Regions from separate parts of the Mus musculus genome. Here region 2 is linked to region 1. Evidence: chromatin contacts called from public Hi-C data. All regions are on one chromosome and are shown on one strand. The core of a region is the stretch at or near the end of the contact, and the rest is flanking DNA. Distances in the headings are between cores, read along the strand shown. Region 1 has its middle 82 kb from the start of Gm34848. Region 2 overlaps Erc2 (ELKS/RAB6-interacting/CAST family member 2).

Region 1 (7,944 bases), core at 2,718-5,217:
AAACATGTGGGCTACTGTCATTATTTTATCTCAAAGAGCACTCAAAGATGCTGGCATACACAGGGAATGCTTATGGGTAGGAAGAAAACCCTTATAGTTAATGAGGACTCTGACTTTGAGTTTTAGGATTTAAGACAAGACTTAACTCATCTTTTTGGGGGGAATGATTTCTGTTCCTTTGTAGTATGATGTATATGTCATATTGAATGGTAGGAAGACGTTTGTGTACTTAATACCCTAACAACTGCCTTTCCACCTTTTCCCACACTCTGCCATCTTCTCGATGAACTTTGTCCTTTCCTTTCTACTATGGCTGCTCATCTCTACCCTCATGTCCATGTTCCAGCAAGGACAAAGGGACCAGCCCAGAGTCAAGAGACTCTGGGATCCCTTTCAGCTTACATGTTTGGCCAGAAGAGGGGACTGTGTCCTCCTGTAGCAATAGAGGGAACTGCGGCGCCAAGAACATTCAATCACCACCTAGGAGCACACTGCTGCTGAGGACGAAGGGAAGCATCAGGCACTGTCATCTACAGCCCTGGCTCAGGTCCCCAGGCCAGGACAGGGGTGGCTCCTGTCACAGCGTCTGTTCTGACAGTGAGAAACCGTGAGTCTGTCATTGTGAGAGAATGCGGAGGTAAACAGCTCCCCTATCCAAACATGAAGCTTTAGAGAGCAGTGAAGACCTGTGTGTCAATATGGCTAATGGTTCAAAATATATCACTCACTGCGGCTCTGTCCATAGGACTCACCTGCAGGGGCCTTCTGTGTTGCTCATGCCCATGTGGGAGGAGTCCAGACTGCCGTACTGAGGGAGGAGTGGGGAGGAGTGCGTGCTGTGGGTGCTTGTCCCTAGACTCAGGGAAGGCCCAGCTTTGTTTTGTTTTGTTTTGTTTTGTTTTGTTTTGTTTTGTTTTGTTTTGCAAGACTAGGTTTTTCTGTGTAGCCCTGGCTGTCCTAGTTGATCTGTTAGACCAGGTTGGCCTCGAGCTCACAGAAATCCATCTGCCTCTGCCTTCCAAGTGCAGGATGGAATTAAAGGTGTGTGCTACCACCTCCTCGAAAGGCCCATCTTTTGTGGAACCTGATGTATGCTGGCTGTGTGCAGTGTCTTCTTTAACAAAAGAGGTGCTGGATGCAATGCTTCTAGAAGCCATTGCTAAAGAAACTCGAGGGGCTTGCTTTGTAGTTGATGATAACATTGTAACCATGTGGGTAATATCTTGGGTTCACTTACCACACACCAGACGATGGGGACACGTGACAACTTTTCTCATCATCTCACGGCCACCGTATGATGCAGACATTGCTGTGAGTTGTACTTTATGGCCTAGGAAGCAAAAAGTTCAGGGTGGTTAAATCCTTGACTGAGGTCTCACAACTAATGTATTAAAGTCAGGATTCAAGCCCCTGGAGCAAAATGAAGTCTGTTCACTAGGGGTTAAGATGTCTGTGGATAGTGATCTTTTCGTTGTAATAATTGCATGCTATTACTTTCTCTTTGGTGAAGAACTGGGGTTTAGGGATATAGCTCGATGACAGAGCCCTTGCGTTATATGCATAAGACCTTGGTTTGATTCTAGTACCTTGTGGGCACACATGTATACAAAGACATTAGAGAAAGCAAAGGCCTGGTGTTTCTAGCTAAACTAGTAGAAGGATAACCTCATTAGAAAGTATTTACATTTTTTTCCTTCTTACCACAGGGGTATGTGCTCACAATGAGATAATGGGATGGACTGGTTTTTATTGTCAACTCTTGACACACTCTGCAATCACCTGGGAAGAGTCTCACTGAGGGATTGTCTAGATCACGTTAGCCTATGGGCATGTATGTGGGGGGATGGTCTTGCCTATGATAATTGAGGAGGAATGACCCAGCCCACTGTGGGTGGCTCCATTCCCTGCGTTTGGCTGCTAGACTATGAGTAGGAAACATATAGGCATTCATTTTGTACACGTTCATCCCTCTGCTCTGTGATATGAACTGCTGATACAAGTTCCTGCTGCGGTGCACTGTAACCTGGAACTGTGGGCCAAAATAAACCGGTCCTCCCTCCCCTAATTGCTTTTTATTAGGATGTTTTAGAGCAGCAACGGAAATGAAGCTAGGACAGATGTAGCGTTCCTTAGCTGTGGTTTTTTACAGTGATTTGATAAGTGGGCAGGAATGATCTGTGCTCGAGAGCATGACGCTTCAGTCAGGAGTGGACAAGAACTAAGACTGCTGTCACCAGAGTTCGGGGCCTTCCCCAACAAGTGCCCTTGAAGTTCGCTGTGGGATCTCTACCCTGCTGTCCCCTGAGGCAGAGAGGACTCTGAATTCCAAGGGGGCATAACTTCCCGTGGGTTTCCAAGTGGTCATTTCTCCTACGTGTGGAACGATGGAGCTCATTTAACTGCCTGTTCCTTGAGACAGTCTGAACTAAAATCCATACCAAGAAAACACCAACAGCTTGCTGACTGCAGCTTGGTCGTGGTCCCCAAGATTCCTGAGCATAGCCTTGTTTACTTCCTCTGGGTCTCCAAGGCCAGGAGAGCAGCACTTGACCACACGGGAGCCTGTGTCCTGGCTGGTGGGGTCAGAAGAGGTGACTCTCAGTGAGGGTTAATGTTTATAAATACTGAACGGTACCGGGTATCAGTACTAAGGCATCCTTGCCAGACGGGGTCAGTCCCGCTGGCGTGAGCTCTTGACTGTGTGCCGAGGGGCCCCTTCTGTCATGTGGCTCACAGGAAGGGTGGTTGTTTTTTTGACTGTGTTTATAAAGCCTCTGCTGACTGGGGAAACTGCAGAAGACAGCAGTGGCTTGCAGCGTTACTGACCAGTCAGAAACTGAGTCATGCTGTGCGTCCTCTTTCGTCAGAACACCAAGGTTCACTTCTTTTTCTTCCATCTCAGGCTGAGTGTGAGCAAGCCAGGGCTAGAAGAGCTTGCGCACAGCTCCCTTCGCTCTGGGTCTCACCATGTAGCTCAGGTTGGCCCAAACCAAACCCATCCTGTCTCAGCTTCCTAAGTGCTGACATGGTAGGTGTGTGTCACCACACCCGGCGGTATCATGGATGTTTTATAGGCCCCTGTGTTGCCATGGAATTTTAAAGTTAGAACTCAGAGACTCTGGGACATTGAACAAATAAAACCCTCTGATCTTCTGATCTCCCTTCTGGGGCTGAAGGGAGGAGTGACCTCCTTCCTTTCATCTCATGCTGCCTCTCTGTTGAATCAGCCAGGGGCATCTGGGGATAGAGTTAAAGCTCACAGACTCTGAGTTCCTGTGGTCCTGCCTGGGGTAGCTGTGTGGAGCCAACCCTGTCTGGAGCCCTGCAGAGCGGACCTTCTGGCCCTGTCCCTCCCCCAAGTTGTAGGGACTGCCTTTTGCCGCTTTTGCCTTTAGCTTTCTATGATAGCCCAGGCTGCCCATCTTTAGCTGGTCCTCCTTCCTCAGACTTAAGTGCTGAAGCTGCCGGCGTGTACCACTCACTCCACTTGACTATTTCCTTTAAAGGTACTGCTTCTGCCATCTGGAGGCACCCCCATTTCCTGACTCCTTGTACCCTCCATGCTGGGGAAGGAAGGCAGCTCTCCAGGGGGTCTGTTTCATAAGGGCACGGATCTGTCTCTTAAGGGAGCTGCCTTGTGGCCTGATGGCCTCTCTGAGGCCCAACCCTGGCGCGCCACACTCTAGGGACTAGTCTCCAGTATAGGAACTTCAGACCTACACAGATCCCAGTACTGTGGAGGGTTGCAGTACGGTATAAGAGTGAGGGAGAGGCGTGGCTAAAGCAGAGGACCAGAAGCTGATAGATTATGAGGGGGGCTCCGTGGGGAGGAGGGGGTTTGAAGAGAAGCAGATGCAGAAGTGTGGGAGGGCAGGTCTCTGTGGAGGCTAGAGCCCTGCAGGCGGATGATGCAGATGTTCCATATTTGTAGATCTGCAACTGGGGACGAGGAGGGATGATGTGAATGGGAGAGGAGCTGGAGCCCTCATCTTCCTATCCTCTGGTAACTCAGTTGCAGAATTGCTTCTCTGCAGGTGTGGGAGGCGGTTAATGATTGATAAAGATCAATGTTAGCCCGTCTGCATGACCCGTTTCCATTAAAAAAAAAAAAAGAGTCTTCAATGCCTGGACTAAAGGAGGCTCAGATATGTTGGTTTTTAACCAGATTTTTATCTGGAGGTCTTTGTGTTTAATCTTGGCTTCTTCTAAACTCTCATCAGAGTCTCAAATTCAAAAGCCATGCTATGAAATTTTACTCTCTCCTGCCCCCTGGTGACCGACTTTTGAATACCAACTTTGAATTCACTACTCTTCATGGCTATCTTCTTACATGCAAGGTACCACAGAGATGCCACAGTGCTTGATCACGTATTGGCCACCCAGGCCGTTCCCAGAGGGGAAGCCGTGCATCCAAAGAATGTTGCAATGAATTCTGCCGGTTTCTGGTTGTATGTTTTAGCATCTGCCACTGCTCTGATGCGCAACGCCCCAGCATTCCCAGGGCTAAGCAGAGCGCCGACATTGCCCCTCTCACCCCAGCGTTTGTAGGGTGTCTCCTCTCTGTGGTTCTGGGCTGGGGACGATGGTAGTATCCTGTTCATCATTATAAATCCAAAGGTAAAGGGAGGAGAAATTCCCTGTCTGTGTGGCATCCCTGTCCTGAGAGAATCGAGACATCTGATAAGGGGAAAGTGAGGCTTCCTCGTGAGGGAAAGCGGTGAGGTGGCTGCTGGAGCTCGTTGCCCTTCCTGGAACAATCAGAGAAACACTTGTTTTTCTACAACTAGACTCTTAAAAACAAAGCTTTTAAGATGGTTGATAGCCATCAATTTCAATAGATGGATTTCAGTGTCAATAGATAGATGTCAATTTTCAACAGGTAGGCATCAGTCTTGATACACAAGTGACAGTTTCAATGGATGTTTACTGTAAGTAACTCTTTTGGTTAACTCTCTTCGGGTCAGGGTCCATCATAGAACCACGCACATACCAGAACCGGTGAGTTCCTCTTTTCCTGACAGAATCCTGGTTATATTGCCTGCTTACCACGCCTTTCCTTGTCATTGGTTGGCATGGAATTACAGCCTCATTATCTGAGTGCCACAGTCTTTACCCTACCCCGTGAGGCCGAATCTGTTTGGTAGGACACGGCTGCTGAATGTGGCTGGGGCAGATGGGGGTACTTGACTCTATAATCATGGTGTGGTATTGGCACAGAAGCTGCTGTAAAGACCCTGGTTATAGGTGTTCAAGTTCACATGACCCAACCTTCTCTCCAGCATGTCCCACTCGCTGCCACAGGATGTTTGCACATGCCGTATCAGGCTGGGGTGCCTCTCTCCATGCCTGAAGTACTTTACATTTCAATCGTGTCATGTGAAGATTCATTTTATTTGGTCTGTTGACCAAATATATACATTTAACCCAGGTAAAAAATTTGTTTAACTCAGCAAAAAGTAACAGGGTGAGGATGAGAATCTTATTTTAAGGATGACCAAGGAATGAACACAGATACACAGACACGCACAGACATATATATACACACACACACACACATACACAAATTTATGTATGTTTGTATCATATATAAAAATATACATACATATATAATACCAGAAGATACTACAGAAAAGGGAAGACTATATTAAATACAAACTTGGATATAAACCATGCTAGTTCATTTAGGACAGTAAAACTGACCTTTGAGGCTAGGCCTGAAAAATTATTTTGCTGTGTGTCTATGCTTTGTAAGTTGATAGCCTAACTGTGCAGAGTCTGGGAACAAACCAAAAGCAAACAATGAATCAAGTAAAGTTAATCTTAGTGTTGTTTCCTGTTGCTATGATATAACACTGACAACCACACCTTAAAGGAAGGGAGGGAGGGAGGGTTTATTTGGCTCCCAGTTCTAAGTTCTGGCCATTATTGTAGGGATGTTAAGGTGGTAGATACTTGGAGCACACTGGTCATGTTCCATCCGCAGTCAAACAGAGGGCAGTGAATTACTGCATACATGCCTATGCTCAGCTTGAATTCCCCACCTAGGGAATAGTGCCACCCACAGTGGGCAGGTCTTCCCATCTCATTTAAGACGATCAAGATAATCTCCCACAGGGAGGCTAGCCTCATCTAAGTCTCTCACTGAGACCTTCTTCCCAGGTGATTCTAGAAGTTGACATGCTAACTGCGGTTCCCTTCCCTGTAAGCTGGTTCATGCTATAGATGACTAAAGTTCTGTTTTAGTTTCTAGCTTTGGGTAGTTTTCTAAGAGGCTTTATATCCTGAGTGCCCAGTACAGTGCCTGGCACAACCTGGGGGCTGGTGACTGTTTCCTGTGGGAATGGAGAAAAGGCTGAGCCCCTAAGTATTAATGGCTAGGGTGTAATTCCAGGAAAAACTTTCTATGAGGAAGTGCAGACCCAGCCATCACATCTGCGGATTTGGGGTCAGGACTGGCTGTGTGCAGAAGGGCAGCTATCACCGTGTGGAAATCCAGCAATCAGAATGGGGTTATCAAGCAGGAAGTGGGGCTTAAGAGCGAGGGGGAGCTCCGTGATTAGGGCAGAGAGCAGGGAAGGAAAGGAACTGTTGTTTCTGGCACTGCCTACATGTTGCTCTGTCATGTGAGCTGGGCTCCAGGGCCATCTTGCCCTTGATAGCCCTCTTTACAGCCTCCGCCCTCTGCCCTGAGCATCCCAGAGCAGAGCTGTGGAGTCAGCAAGATGTACTTGGGATTCACTGAGCTGAGGGACCCTTAGTAAGGGACAGGCCCTCTCTCAGCCCTGATTTCCTTATCTATAAAAACACCAAAGTCCGTGGCTCTGTTGTATTTGGAGATTTGAAGTGCACATCAGCAGTGGGCAGTCTTTGTACCCTGTACTGTGACTCTCCAACAATAACCCAAGACACCGTTTATACGCAGCAGCAGTCTTCAGCTCTGGTTCTTTAGCTGCCTGAAGACTGTGCCCAAGTTCACTCAAATACTGGAAGACTCCAGAACAGGCCAGCCAGGATCTACTGAGTCTGACCCTACATTGTCTTGTCCTCTCTGCCATTAGCCACTGTTCCTGGCCCAGACCTGCTGGGGTTTTCTGGAAGGAAATAGCAGATTGTATTTAGGGTATGGTTTGTAAAGTTTAGAGTTTAGTAGCCATGAGGACAGTCTCTTAAGATGGTGTTGGGACACTCTGGGCCTTTGGACACTTAGAGAACTCAGGCAGCTTGCTGCATCCTTCGATACATCTGGTGCTTCAGCACTCACGGGGGCATCTGTAGACGACATTCAAGTGCTCCAGAAAACAAGAGCAGCAGCAGCAAGAAAACTCCCTAAGTAAGGAAAGTCCAAATATAACCTTTTCCTATCAGTTCTGTTGAGAAATGAAATCTTTTAATTTTCAGTTCCTGTTTTATTTTGTTTACTTAAACATTTAGAACACGTTTTGTGTGTGTGTGTGTGTGTGTGTGTGTGTGTGTGTGTCTGTATCAGAGGACAGCTTTTGAGAGTCACGTCTTTCTTTGTACCTTATGTGTCTTAGGGATCTGACTCAGGTTGTCAGGGTCAGGTGTCTTTACTCACTTGTCTTGCCAGATCTCAATTCCAGTTTTTGAAAGGGCTTAGTCTGGATATACTGTTTAGACTGGCTGCTGAGCCCTTATAGAGGGGCGAGGCTCCTCCCTGCATTTCTGATGACGGCCACCAGAGGGGACTGTGCACCCACACTCTGTGCGACTTCTTAGCTTTGTCCTTGTAGAGGTAGGAGCCCTGTTCTCTCCAACCCTTAGCCCTAGAAAAGATTCACTTCTAGCTATTTCCAGTGGAACTTTGTGTTCTCCAGGAGGGGCCTCACCCCATTAAAGCTACAGTGACTGTGTTAGTATCATAACACCCAGGTCTGCCCAGCCAAGTCTTGAAGGGAGTGAATTCTCCAACATTCCTTCTTAGAG
Region 2 (7,944 bases), core at 2,932-5,431, 470 kb after region 1:
TACACACACACATATACGCTTATATATACACTTATATATGTGTGTGTACTTATATATATTATATAACACAAAGGAATTATGTTATAATTCTTTTAAAAACTGTCTTCTTACAGAATAGGAAACAGTCACAGAAAACATTTCTCCACATACGTGTGAAGACTCCTTAGGGTGTAAAGAGTCACACAGAATTCAGCCCAAAGGAAACGCATAGGCAAAAGCATCAGTCACACATTGCTCCCACAAGGCTGCCAAACAACCAACCATGCAACTAGTGTGACGCTCTAGGAAGTTCTAATGGCGTGTGTGCTGCTCAGCCCCTCTCTGCTGTGTTGCTCAAGAATCTGTGGGCAGCTGCTGAGGAGACACTCCTGCTCAGCTGAGTGGGGCTTGCTTACATGGCCCGGGGGGTGGGGGGGTCTGCAGGCAGGGACAACCTGGCTATGCTTTGCGTTTCATTTTTTTCTTGTCTAGGTGAAACATGCTCTTCTTGGTATGGCAAAGGGAATGAGGGAGAGAGGAAGCACGCAGGTGCCATCCCCATGGCCTCTGTTTCACCCACATTTATTTTCATTTTGTCAGCCAAGGCAAGTCACGGGACTGAACCTAGAGTCAGGTTAGGGGGAGCATTACGAAGAACACAGATAAACGATGGGTATTGCTAGTGAGAAGAAGAGTCTTTTCTATTGGTGAAGAAGGTCTCATCACCAATAGAAAATACTCTCCTCATTAACCATAAACTACATATTGTTTGTCAGTGGGGTGGGACCTCATTATGTCCTCTCCATGTCATTATAAAATGTGCAGAGGCCTAGTCTTGTATAGACTTTGGCAGGTGATCTCAGTCACTGTGAGCTCAGCTCTTGGAAGTCAGTGTTCTATGCCACCCCGTCTTGTCCTCTGATCTCTTCATTCTTTCTGCCTCTTCTTCTGTGATGCTTCCAGAGGCTTGAAGAGCATGATGCTGATGCCCATTCTGGGGCCGAGCATTCAAACAAAGCTTTCAGAGTTCCATCTTGGAAACAAGTAACTCTGACTGAAGATGATCTCATTTTTTCCCATTTGTTCCACCTAAAGTCATGGGATGGAGTCTTTTTAGACCAGTGAGAGTCATGTTCCATTCCTCGAATTACTTATCATGCCTGGAATGGAGCAAAATGATTGGACAGACATGGGTTCTATCCTCACCTTGATCCCATCCAGGATGGAGTAGTGGGAGTCAGCCTCATCTAATCCTGTGAACTACAAGTGTGCATTCAGAAACAGTTTATCTAAGGAAAATAGAGACTGCATTTCTAGAAAGAGTGTGTAGAATGAGAGGAGAGATAAATGATAGGCAGATGAAAATAAAAGGTGCCTTTAGCATGTGTCAATGCTTTTAATGTTTCAATCTCATTGAGACACTAAACCAAAGCAGTCCATTCATTTATTCTTACAAAAGCTCTTTACTGACTACTCTGTCAGGTAGCAATAAGGTATTTTATAGATAGCATCTTGTTTAGAGTATAATCAGTTAGGTGGTGGTTATTTTATCTACCAAAGAGTAAAGGCTCATGGCAGTTTTTAATATTTGCCTGAGGCACTATCTGTTCTGTATTAGAGTGGAGATTTCAGCCTCAGTCTGCCTCGCTCTAGACTGTCTTTCTATTGCCAAATTGCAGGGAAGCAGAGAACAGAGGTCAGGAGGCCACAGGGCACCCATTAAGACCATTGGAGTCCCAGTATTGAAGTAATAATTGCAACTCTATGACCCAAGCTGCACAGAAAGTGTCCTGAGTGTCACCACGATAGGGACCCTCTCTTACTTGTCTTTAGGAGTTAGGGGACCAGGAGCTCTAATCTACTGGACTGTTCCCCTGTGCCATTTCTGTATGTGTGGGAAGAGGTTCATATGAAGATTAAGGTCAACTAATATGGAAAAGAACTCTCAAATGACTAGCCAGGAAGATGTATGGTGGGGGTAGGTGGGGGGAGACAGGAAGGACTGTTTTCCCTGGTAAGAGCTTTGAGAATCTGGCCATATCTACAGTTGTGCTGGTTGAAATGCCTCTTGATTCTAGCTCTGAGATAGCCAATGGGCTCCAAATACTGTGTCAATGGCAGCTGGATGGTGGGAAGCTATCTAGAGGGTTGTGTTGGGTGCAGTGGAAAGGAGCTCTATGTAGATACTGATTTCAAAAGGGCACAGGAGGAGAAAGAACAGCACACACAGCAGATATTAGTCGTTCAATGAAGCAGTCGTTTCTCAGAGTCCTGGTTAAGCATTTGTACTTGAGGGCCATGTCCCTAAAGATGGGTTATTTTATTTTACTTTATTTTTATTGTCTAGATGGTGAAAGTTTGGATTTCGTAAGCCTACTTAGTATATGTCAAGAGGGAGAACTTCATTTTCCTAAGGGGGGAAAAATAATTTTTGCTTTTGATAACTTTTGACTTAGAGGGCAAAGTGGGAAGATTTATTTTAAATATTTACTTGTAGTAATAAATGTTTCAGTATTATTACAAATATATGGACTACTTCATCCGTCTATCTATCTATCTATCTATCTAGATGGGTTTTTTTTCCAATGCTGGGAATTGAACCCAGGACCTTGTATTTTCTAGGAGGGCATTTTACTACTTCTATTAATATATATTTAAGATGCAATGCAATCATAGAATTCTAAAGAAGTTTATTCTTAATTATCCCTTTTATCATTTTGCAGATCTCTGAGTGGAGTCATTTCCTGGTACAGACTTCACAAAGAATGTGCTGAGAATTCTAGTCTGTGAAGGGAACATTGGCTTAAGCCCTCACGTGGCCTAGCATTTCTTCTCTTCAGTAGCACCACATCACAGAAGAAAAATGTACGGGAGCGCAAGAACAATCAGCAATCTGGAAGGCAGCCCTTCCAGGTCACCACGTCTGCCAAGGTCTCCTCGTTTGGGCCACCGAAGAACAAGCAGTGGGGGAGGGGGAGGGACAGGCAAGACTCTGTCTATGGAGAATATCCAGTCCCTTAATGCAGCCTATGCTACGTCTGGACCCATGTACTTGAGTGACCATGAAGGGGTGGCATCGACAACTTACCCAAAGGGAACCATGACTCTGGGCAGGGCGACAAATCGAGCGGTGTATGGAGGCCGGGTCACAGCCATGGGGAGTAGTCCCAACATTGCTTCCGCTGGACTTTCCCACACGGATGTCCTTTCCTATACGGATCAACATGGAGGGCTGAGCGGCTCATCCCACCACCACCACCACCAGGTGCCCTCCATGTTGAGGCAGGTAAGAGACAGCACGATGTTGGATCTTCAAGCCCAGCTCAAAGAGCTGCAGAGAGAGAATGACCTCCTACGCAAGGAGCTTGACATTAAGGACAGCAAACTGGGGTCTTCCATGAACAGCATCAAGACTTTCTGGAGTCCTGAGCTGAAGAAGGAGAGAGTCTTGAGGAAAGAGGAGGCAGCTCGCATGTCTGTCCTCAAGGAGCAGATGAGGGTTTCTCACGAAGAAAACCAGGTAGGTTCTGACCTGCCCCAGTGTTCTCAGATTTGCAGGTGGCTCCAGATTTACTGTGTACCGAGGAGGTTGGGCACCACATGGAAGGTTACAGCGTAATACATATGTCGTATTGATTGGTTCTCTTGTTCCGGTAGCCTTTCCACCTAGTTGCAGACTTGGGGAGGAGAGCCATCCTCATAGCCAACATTTGTATGTGGTTAATTTTGTTCTCTTTTTCAGCACTTGCAACAGCAGTTCAGATGTTCCTCCCTCAGCATAGAAGACGAAAATGCTAATCTCTGCAAGAGTAAATACTTCACATTAAAACTTGAGTGGTGAATTTTTATTGTCTGTTTATTTTTCCTGCTGTTGAACCAGCATTGTTTCTCAGAGCAAGTAGTTCTCTAAGTAGCTAAGTCAACAGTAAGGAGTGGGACTGGGATGAATGGGTTTCAGACCATGCAAGGGAAACCCAGCTCACCTTAACTTGGTCTTTATCCATTCAGTATTAATCTACTGTGTGCAAAGGACCTTCTTCATCTTTGAGCCATCTTCTATATTATAGAAAAGTTAGTGAGATTAGCTTCTCAGGGTCTTCTGAATATGGTGCTTCCCTTCTTACAGCCCCCCACCCCCTTCCCTTAATGCTCATTCTCTCCAGAAGGCAGCACACATATATCCTTAACTGAGCCTACAGCACCTTCTACTGGAAGACCTGGGCCAGTCTCGTCTTGTACCACATCCTTCCACATCTGAGCTACCTGCTCCATCCTTAGTGTGGCAAGATTTGCCTTGCCACGGTCGTTCCTCCTCTTCCTCCCCATTGTTAGCTCCTCCAACACTCATTTCCTTCTCAGCCCCACTTTCCATGTCCCCAGCGATCTGAGGCCCCGTCTTACACAGAGAGCACTTTACTAGCACCTATGAATCTGATTACCTATGCTTAAATCTCAGTTGCTTCCTGGAGGTGAGGGAGAGCTAAGGGGGTATGGAGGCTGCCGTACCATTTGGCTCATGAACCTCCCTGGAAGTATTTCACTTTCTGATAGAAATCTGAGCTAATACCAGCTTGGCTGAACGAATGACTCTTTGACAGGTTTTGCTATCAGCCCATGTTATACTCTACCTTTTGGTGGGGGTCAGCCCGCTGACCCTTCCATCGGATTTTCTGACTACAAGTGCTTTGGAGCTAAGTACCTGTGGTCACATTTATGACAAAGATCTGTTCTCATTGGCTCTCCTCGAGTTACGAGCAGTTGCCTTATCTCTGTCTGGCAGAGCCCGTGCTGCTTCTCAGATGTGGAAAATGGGATTGTTTGGAACAGAAATCTCTTTATCCTTAAATCAAATTAACGTTCTCCACCACTGTTTCAGCTGTGTTCTGATTTGCCTGCTCATGAACTCCTCGTGAACTTGCTGCTCTAACGTTCCTCCTGCTCTGTCTTGTTTGTCTCCTCTCTGCAGCTTGCTTTTTTAAGCAGTCAGAGCAGTTTAGCCGCGATGAAAGCAGTGATAGGAAGCTTGAGGGGTGGCCTCTGCTGTCAGCTCTCAGACGACTTTCATCCTCCGCTTCTGTCACTGAATTTATGTTTGAGCGCCAATCCGCATTTATGCATGCAAATTTATTTATTTGTAAATTATGGTATGCCACAGTGTCACTGTGTTATGTGTCTTCTTTGATAATCACAAAAAAATATGGATGAGACAAAGTAAAATAAATACAATGAGGTAAATTTTAATGACATTCTTGTTTGTTTGTTTGTTTTTAGTAAAAAGCATATTAAAACTCCTGATCTGTGTTATTCCAAGGTAAAGAATAAAACATTAACTTTTTTTTTAAAGTGGAAACCCTTTTACTACCTCTTAGAAGTATATTTACAGATATATGTATCCCTCTTGCTCAGGATAGGGTAGGCTCTTCTGGAGTGACAGCAGACTTCAAATCTCAGTGGCTTACTGCCTAGATCCCCCCTCCCCTGCCCTCTTTTCTTCCTTTCTTTCCAGCATCTCATTTTGTAACCCGAGCTGGCCTAGAATTCACCACATTGACCAGACTGATCAGACAGATCAGACTGGCTTTGAACTCAGAGATCCACCTGTCTGATTCTTGAGTTCTGGGATTAAAGGTGTGTGCCACCACACCTGGCCCCTGATTTTTATTTTTATTCCCTAAAGAATGACGCAAGTCAAGTGATCTTTTATATATAGTGACACGGGACCCAGGCTTTCTGCATCTGGGTGCCTGGCTTTAGGAATTGCTATTCCAGGGCAAGAAATTCCTGAAGATGCCACATTGACTCCTTAATTCTCTGGACTAGGGTTGACACAGCTGAAGGAAGTGTGTATGTGGGTGGGTGTGTCATCCTTTCCTCTGAGAGAGATAGAAGACATAGGCATGGTTTAGTAATTGCATTTGTAGGTTTTTAGGTTTGTCATAAAAGTAGGGCTGGTCAGGCATGGTGGCAAATGCCTAAATTCCTAGCACATGGGAGGTGGAGGCAGGAGACTCAAGAGTTACAAGCTGCTCTTGGCCATGCAGTAAGTTTAAGGCTAGCCTTGGTCACAGGTGTCAAAGAAAACAGAAGGGGCGAACAAACAAATAGTTGAAAAGTGTGAGCATAGAGGAAATAGAGTTTGGGGAACAATCTGTTGCCGTTCCCATTTTCCTGTGCCATAGCTAGTAGCCATCTCTCAGGGGCACACAATGAGCCACGTGTAATGAGTAGAACATTGGTCTGGCTCTTAACTTTGTGGTTGCTACCGACCAATGGGAGCACTGAGCTGAATGTTATAACACAGTGGCTCCCAACCTTCCTAATGCTCTGACCCTGTAATACATGGTGTGGTGACTCCCAACCCTAAAATTATTCTCGTTGCTACTTCATCACTGATTTTGCTTCTGTTATGAATCATCATGTAAATAGTTTTGAAGACAGAGGTTTGCCAAAGGGGTCGCAACCCACAGATTAAAAACTGCTGGTCATGCTTGACAACAGAATGACAAGTTCCAATTGGACAATTAAGAATTTGGTTTAGTTTTCTTAATTAGGAATTTATTTTCCCTAGAAGTGGTTTTGATGCGGTTTCTAATTTCCCCTTAACTTAGGAGAAGAGAAAGTTTATTTTGATTCATATTCTGAGAAGTTCCAGTCACAGATAGTGGAGCTGTTGATTTGGGCCTCTGATGGGCATGGTGGATAGCAGTGGTGTAGTGTGTGGCAGAGGAAACTGCTCAGTTAGAGTTTCACAATCCCCTTCAAGGACCTGGCTTCAGTGACCTGAGGACCTCTTACACAGCCCCATCATCTCCCGGTAGCATTACCCTTGGGACAAAGCCTTTAATATTTAGGGGAACATTTACTTGAACAATATCAATGCTACTTATTCGAACGTAATGTTGCCTTTTATAGGAAAAGGGAAAATATGACACCTTTTTCTATATAGAAGAAAGGGACCTAAAACTCTTAGTTTTTTTAAAAAAAAAAACTGTGATTTTTAAAGCACAACAACTAGAAACTGCAGCTGCAAATGTCATTCTTCCAGGGATGGTAGAATCTAAAACAATTTGAACTGTGCTATGTGTAGAGAAATGAGAGGCAGACCCATTATGGAAGGGAGATGAAGAAACTCATGTGCTCTTCTCTATGGCATTCCTGGTTTTATAACATTGCCTCCAACCAGCACAGACATGTGCCCTCAGGTGCAGTTTATAGAGGGGATTGATTTTGATGTCATCTTGGTTCTGTCCATGGGAGATGACTCCATCTCTGGATTTAAGGAGATCCATACTCCCTCTGCACATTAGAGAAAGTTCAGGAGCCAGTGGGTAGGTGGCCTCAGATTTCTTAGGTGCAAAGTATTGATGATCAGGTTCCTGGGTACATGGGCATAGATACATTTTCTGCTGCTGAGAGTTGCAGTCCTGAAGTTTGGGGTCATGTGTGTAACCCGGAGTGCATGTGTGCAGGGCTAGCTTAATGTGTGTAATCCAGAGTGCATGTATGTAGGGCTAGCCTAATGTGTGTAATCCAGAGTGCATGTGTGCAGGGCTAGCTGAGTGTATATAAGCCAGAGTGTATGTGGGCAAGGGTAGCTTAATAGGTGTCAAGAATGCATAGGTACAGGGCTAGCTTTATGTATAAAAGCCAGAGTGCCTGTATTCTGGGAAATCTGTTCTTTGGGATGGCTGAATCCACAGCTCATGTTCTCATCATTACTGTAGTAGACTTAGTTGGGGAAGGGTGAGTTTAAAATAGTGATGATAAGAGACTGGAGAGGTGGCTCAGTGGTTAAGAATACCAGCTGCTCTTGCAGAGAATCTGGGTTTGATTCCCAAGCAACCACATGGATCACACTGTCTTTAGCTCCAGTTCCAGGGATCCTAATACCATCTTCTGGCCTCCATGGGCACCAGGCATTCACATGATGCACATAATACATTCAGGCAAACCACTTATAAATAT

What was found. Hi-C and Micro-C count contacts between places; a contact is called where the count stands out from the background.
Region 2: a Hi-C map of the N1E-115 cell line shows a contact between it and region 1, with 21 times the contacts expected there. The contact joins two enhancer-like sites.

What each region holds. Positions count from the first base shown.
Region 1 is chr14:27,179,519-27,187,462 of GRCm38.p6, forward strand. It overlaps a transcript of Arhgef3 not described here. Among named protein-coding and RNA genes, the nearest start is that of Gm34848, 82 kb to the right of the region's middle. Within about 2 kb of position 3,968, at least 12 of the 459 cell types and tissues checked have an H3K27ac peak or open chromatin away from gene starts, as enhancers often do. A contact at or near this core is called in the N1E-115 cell line, where this site is marked.
Region 2 is chr14:27,649,985-27,657,928 of GRCm38.p6, forward strand. Erc2 (ELKS/RAB6-interacting/CAST family member 2) reads left to right here. Exons shown (of 20, transcript NM_001347497.1): 2 at 2,703-3,499. The coding sequence starts at 2,843. Among named protein-coding and RNA genes, the nearest start is that of Erc2, 32 kb to the left of the region's middle. Within about 2 kb of position 4,182, at least 5 of the 459 cell types and tissues checked have an H3K27ac peak or open chromatin away from gene starts, as enhancers often do. A contact at or near this core is called in the N1E-115 cell line, where this site is marked.